Linked DNA regions of Zea mays: region 2 is linked to region 1. The links are chromatin contacts, called in public Hi-C maps. All regions are on one chromosome and are shown on one strand. Each heading gives the region's core, a stretch centred on a gene start, on an enhancer-like site or on the middle of the called end of the contact. The rest is flanking DNA. Distances are from core to core; before and after follow the strand shown. Region 1 has its middle 42 kb from the start of LOC103655336. Region 2 holds the start of LOC100278239.

What was found. Hi-C and Micro-C count contacts between places; a contact is called where the count stands out from the background.
Region 2: a contact with region 1 is called in a Hi-C map of ear, with 2.1 times the contacts expected there. The contact joins the promoter of LOC100278239 here to the enhancer-like site in region 1. A contact is called at or near these places in 2 of 25 Hi-C or Micro-C datasets (ear and leaf).

The regions. Positions count from the first base shown.
Region 1 is chr4:70,524,779-70,528,138 of Zm-B73-REFERENCE-NAM-5.0, reverse strand. No RefSeq gene overlaps it. Among protein-coding and RNA genes, the nearest start is that of LOC103655336, 42 kb to the left of the region's middle. Within about 2 kb of position 1,673, at least 19 of the 20 cell types and tissues checked have an H3K27ac peak or open chromatin away from gene starts, as enhancers often do. A contact at or near this core is called in ear and leaf, where this site is marked.
Region 2 is chr4:70,905,296-70,908,655 of Zm-B73-REFERENCE-NAM-5.0, reverse strand. LOC100278239 reads right to left here and starts at 1,847. Exons shown (of 5, transcript NM_001151580.3): 1 at 1,501-1,847. The coding sequence starts at 1,831.

The DNA.
Region 1 (3,360 bases), core at 424-2,923:
CAAACCAAATCCTATCAAAAGAATCAATGGTTTTCCACCAAAAACACAAGAGGGGGAGAAGGGAAGAATAAGTGACCAAAACAACTCTAAATTTCAGCAAGTATGTAAAATTGAGATGGAGATGTAAACAAATGTTGTGGGTCGTACCGCGACTCTTCTTCAGATTAAACTTTCAGATCACAAGATAACAGTCGACAGTATAAAATCGATGTGGATCCCTCGGCTCAACAGATGTCTACCTAGAGAGAAAACTAGGACCTCTAAATGAGTAGTCTCAAACAAATGACAGTCAAGAGATACTGAACTAACCAACACTCTCATCTATTTATAGAGGGTTATTCTATCTTCCTAAATTACCTCTATTTATATAGAGCCTATATGTAACACCCAAAATTCTATTTTGGAGTCAATAGCATTTCCCCTAAAAGATTAATGAATAAAATTTCTACAATAGGGATTTCCTTCCTTTTAAAAGTTATTTTCAAAACAAAAAAATTGGTTACATGATGATGATATATATTCAACCTAAAACCTTTGTGAACTAGAATTTAAGTAATGAATATTAAGTTTTCTTTCATTATTAACTTTTAACTTGATCACACAATTAAAAATAATATTGTCCTAAAATAAATAATTTGTGAATTATTCTCTTAGTAATTTTGTATATAGAAGGATTTATCTTGGTGAATAATTAACCAATAAATAAATAAAATAAAGTTTGCATGGCATTCTGGATCTTTGACTAAGTATTAAAGTAAGTTTGAAATCCAAACCCTGTTTAAATCTGCCTTGGAGTTCAAATTTTGAAAATAGAAATGAAATAAAAAAGAAGAAATTAGAAAAGGAATCCCTCCGCCTAGGCCAATTTCCCTGCCCGGCCCAACTCGCGCCTTCACCAGGTCGGCCCAATCTCCCCTTGGTGCCGACAGGGAGACCCTACAAGTCAGCCAGCCACTGGACCATGGGCCCCATTCGACAGCCACCACTCCCTTGCGTGCGCATGGGCTTGCCTGCTTGTCAGCACACCTCGGTTGTGGCTCGTTTCACTAAACCATGGAACCGCCCCATCAGGACCATCCCTATCCCCTCAACAAAACGCGCATAAAGTTCGGGCTATTCAACCATTCTCCCCCCTACGATCCTAGCTCTGCTCCAATATAAAACCCGAGCTCGGCGCTGCCTTGGCCATCTAGTACTATACCGCCGAGGGCTATCATAGAAGTTAATAGCCACCGCCGTCGTGAGCAATTGGGGATCAGAGTGAGCCATCAGCGGGGCGAAGAGAAAGGTTGCGGCCACCGTTAGTGATCCCCTTCCATGCCTCTATACTGCGCTCAAAATTGTGCCCAAGTTCTTCATCGCGCTAAATTGAAGACTCCTAAAGCTTGACCGGCCGATAATCCCTTGTCGGCCTTCACAGCCACAACGCCTCCCATCGCCGTGGCTACAGGCCATCACCTCACCAACTCTGGTAAGTCCCCTACTATCCAAACCGTAGTAGCCTTCTCGTTGTTTTCTTCCCAATCGTGTCGATGATGGAGCTGTGGGGAGAGTTTGGGTGCTCGGCGACCATGGCGCCGCCGTAGGGGAGAATACGCTATCGTGGGGCCCTGTTCTGCGCCGCCGTGGGTAAGAGTTGTGGTGTGGATGAGGCACATGGCCGTTGATCGAGTAACCGAGGGTTGAGATTGAGCGTCCACGTACCCCTTCATTTTTTTGATCTGATCCACTGGATCAGAGTCGGATAGAGGAGATTAATCGATGGTGTGGCCAAACCTTGACCACGAATCTGAGATCCAATTATTGAGAACTCGTATTGGTCCAGGTGTTATGAAGATCTAATCTAGGCCACTCGGGTATGATCGGGCAGTCCATAATGAACCGTACCCCCTTCGTCGTAGGATATATGCTTAAGAGCCCTCACATTTTTAAGAAATTAACCCGCCATCCAAGACTGTGTAAAGAGTCTTGCGGATTGGTCCTAGAATTTATATATTGAACCATGTTCTTCTTAGAAATAGTACTCGCAATCCACAGTTTATTAAATTAAGTAAAATAAATCCGATATAATGATTATTAGTATAAAAATAAATCCAATAACCTTAGAAAATCCATAACTTTTGCGATTTAACTCCAAATTGGTATGTTCTAGTTGCATTAGCTTTGTAGTAAAATTGTCTACACATTAAAAACATTATTTGTATCATTCCACATACCTCTTTAATTGGGTATTTATTTAACTTATGATAGTTGATAATCATTCTAGTCAAAGTCAATCTGCCTATAATTATAATCTGACTAAGATGTGATCTCTACTCAAGTTATAACCTAAATTAAAGATAAATTAATTATTTATTCATATCCTTTCTGACTTATATTAATCAATAAAGAATAAAGTTTTACTTTTTAAAGAACCTAAAACTTTAGAATACTATATTTTTAACCATAACTCCGATTTTAGTGGTTCTCGAACCTACGATCTCGTAGCGGCGCGTAGAATATTCTTACATTGTTTATTTATATGCTTTGGTGTAATGTTACCATATCCATTATTTGCTTGATTGTATGTATTGCTACGAGTAGAGGCGAGGTGACGAGTAACTTGAAGCCCAACTTTTGGGTCAACGCCTATTATCACAAGTCACAGGCATGTTGTGCCCTTGATCATGCTTCTTTACCTAATAATGTTCCTGTTAATCACTGTGACATGCTCAGGTTAATTTGATGGGACCCAATAGGTTTCCCTAGTTTTATTTACCCCACACCTTACAAACAAATGAACTATCGGGTAGACTCGCTATTGCTCTACCTGGATTTGGGATTAATGTTATATTGAATTATGATAATGTTCCATTAATACTGTTAGTTTAATTATTGTTCACGATAAGATTATTATGTTAAATGGAACATGGATCAACCACCCAGGAAAACAGTGCTACCAAAAGGGTGGAATGGGACACCCTTAGTTGAATAATTAGGAAAGCTAGTGTGAGTTAATCCTTTCCCAAAAAGGGCAAGTGGGGTGGAGGAGTGCAGGTGTAGAGAGGTCCTCGGGTTGGACTATATTTTTAGCTTTCCGAAAAAGGAATTCCTACATCACCTTCGGCGCAGAATCCGTAGCGGGTTCTCTCCTCTAGTGGAACTTTGTAAAGGCCTCGCAGTGGATCCCTAGCCATTCACCTTAGAAGTGTCCAAGGGTCTAGCTAACCCTGGCTAAACAGGAAAGTCTTGTGGGTAAAGATATGCAACCTCAGCAGAGTATAAAACTGATATATCAACCGTGCTAACGATCATGAGCAGCTCGGACCCTCACATGAGTAACTTATGGAACTAAACTTAATCTGTCATTTGCATTGCATT
Region 2 (3,360 bases), core at 598-3,097, 380 kb before region 1:
GAACAAAGTGGGTAACAAAGAATGTTTCATCATATTGAGCATTATGCACCACCACTCCATACCGAGCCTGCTCAAATTCATGAACATAGTTATCCAGCGTGCCGAACTGACGCAACGAAAACAGTCTTCGCAACGCTCTAGGATAAGCCTCGGCACCAAACTTACTGACAACGGCTGCAGCAAATTCATGCCAACCACCCAACCCATACTTCAGTTTATGATAGTGCCACCACATAGATGCTGGAACTTGGTAGACAGAAAAATACTCCAAGCACTTGTCCAACCAAACCACAGGATCACCCTCAGCAAATTTCGGAAATGGAAGTTTGGGCAATACCTGATGAGAATGGTATGAATGCTGATGAACATCACCAGATGGTCTAGAAGGACCACCTCTGAATTCACCACGGGATTCCACATGCTCCTGTCTTCCCCTGAAACCTGTTGATTCACTGTGATGTTGATGAGCGGATGATGGAAATTCCGCTCCCCCAGAAGAATCCTCCAACTGCTTCCCCATCAATTCCAAACGGATTTGGGCCACCACCTTCCCTGTTTCTTCCACCTTACGACATAACTCGACTGGCTCCTTCGCCGCCTGCTCCGCAACAGACGCAGCCAAATTCGTGTGCATCATCATCTGTTGTTGCACGCGCTCGACATCATTCAATCGATCACTCACCACTACCAGAGTCTCCATGACCTTGCTCAAACTCTCCTGAGTTTCCCGATCCCGATCCGCCATGGCTTCCAAAACAAAATGTGTCTACACCAATGGTTTGGTGACAGGCGCCGTATTGACAACGCTGGTAATCGCTACCCAGCAAGACCGCTGACCCGTCTTTGATACCAAGTGTGAGACCCATGGCCGGAGTAGCGCCAACTCCGACGTGAGCACTCACGGTGGCTGCCTCCGATGGGGAGGACAAGCGCAGGTAAACAGAAATTCTGTTTGGTGGTTTTTCTTCTATTTTCCTCTTGCCGATTACCAGATGATTCAGGGTTTAAGTACACCCTCTTTACAAGGCCAGACGGCCCAAACCCCTGGCCCAATAGGCCTAATCACAAACAAAATTCAATTACTCAGATTACTCCTCCCGCTCAACCTTCTGCTCTTTCAGCCTTCCAATTGCTCCTCTGCAGATCCCATGTTCCTGACGGTTACTTACACCATCAGGGTATCGATTACTATTGTCTTATTGGAATTGCATGACACCACACCACTGTTGTGCAGTTTGTACATACAAAAAAAATGAACTGAGTAGCCAGAACAGATTGGCTAATACAGCTCAAGTTGTTCAGTATTTCAATTTTCAGGCACGGTTTGCCTAAAATGCAAGGCCGAAGGGAAGACGCGCATAAACAGACCTGATCGAACACATGCAGCGGCACAGAACGAATACGAACTCCGGCAGGCAAATGCAAGCGCCCACCCAAAGCACATCAGCCGGGAGAGCAGAGGACACGAAGACGAGGTGGGCGGAGTTGGAGAGCACGTACCGCGCCAGCGCGACTTGGGGGTGGCCTCGAGCACGGCGTCGAGGTCGTCGTTGCGCGTGCACACCAGTATCGGTCCAGGCGCATCGTCGGGTACCTTCTCTCCGCGGCCCACGAGGACGTCACCTCCCGGCGGGCCCATGGACACGAGCGCCTGGCCTACGCGGCCGCCGCCCACCACCACGGCTGGGTGCACCTCTGTCGTCGCCATCGCCGCGGAAACCCTCGCGATCCTACGAGCCGCCGCGGAGCTAGGAGAGGGGGAGAGCAGGAGACGGCGGAGGGGAGGCGACGGCAGCAACGGGGTGACGGAGACGGCGGCTTTGAGGGCCATCTGGGGTGGACTGAAAGATGGGAAGTGACGGCGTTTGGTTTTGTCCGTTAGCGCGGTAAACGGGAACCACCCGAGTTGGGATTGGCTTATCTGGGTCTTTTTTGAAAAAGGGGCTGGATTTTATTATTATTGAACTGCAGCATACACCTCACGTCTTCCAAATAAGTCCCTGGTAGAACATTTGTCTATTCTCCTTCCTACAACTCTTATCATATAAAACGACATTACTTAAATAAGACAGCTATTCAAAAATGATCCAAATACATATATTAGTTGAGTGTGAATGACCGGATATGTAGCGTGGGGTCAGACAAGATGATTTTTTTTCTTTCTCTTTTTTCACACTCGCGAGATCAAATACGATGAGCCAAGGTACTGGATTATAGATGACTAAATATGTTGTATGTCGGTCTAAGTCACGATCTATTTAATAGTGCCATGGCTCGATCCAATACGATTTAAAGTGGATCTGTGTTGTGCCTAGGCCGTTTTCTCGACCCAGTGATGGCCCGATCTGGCACGATTTTTTATTCTAAAATTGTGTGTGTATATATTGCATATCCTTTATATAGCACAAATCAACATGTGCAGTGGTTAGGAAGCGAAAATTTATTTCTTGGGACCAGGTTCAAACCCTAATGAGTGTGTAATTTTTAGAATTTTCCGCGTGTGCGCGTGGGAAGAAATTTTTTGGGGCGTGGGAAGAAATTATAGTAGAGATAGAGATATGCCTTTCAATCTATTTAGTTTTCCAACTAAGAGAATTATCTAGAATCATGCAAAAAAAGACTTCAAAAACTAGTTAATCCAATGATGACCATTCATAGAGTCACCTAATGTTGCAAAATATGAGTGAAAGGAACACTGGCGCCTCTCAGAGAGCGTGAATTAGGACTTCTAAAAATCTCGTTAATCTAGGTCACAAATAAATCTCCTAAACAAATGTGATATTCTGGTCCCAGTGGATGGTGATATCCCGGACCAAGGTTTAATAGAATTAAAATAATACTCATACCAACAAGGTGCATCTTCTTTTTTGGAAGTCTACCTCGAAATAACCTCTAGGTTAAGCGTGCTTAGCTCAGAGCAATCTTAAGATGGGTGACCGACCAAGAAATTTTTTCGGGTGTGTACGAGCGAGGACAAAGTGCACACAAAAGACTCGTGTTGGTCTGGAGTTTTTTGGAACTCAGGTACTCCCGTAAGTGGGCTTCTTAAAAATATTACTCTGAAGCGTGCAATTGGGATTGTAGTATTATAATACCTAGTCGTTTGTAAATTTGTTATCGTCGTTGCTTTAAACCCTTCTAGAGCCCAGTCACGCCTGCTGTTACGAGTTCATCCCCTCGTCCCGTTCCTGGAAACGGATCTCAGGCCGCCGTCGCTGCCGACAGTGGCGGATCTGCGTCCGGGGCTGTCTGGGCTGCAACCCCGGTCGCGGCTCAGTACAAGCGAATAGGCGGTCTATTGTATCACGCTCACGTCCGCTCTTCACGTCCAGTGGCGGCCCACGTCGCGTCCAGTACTGC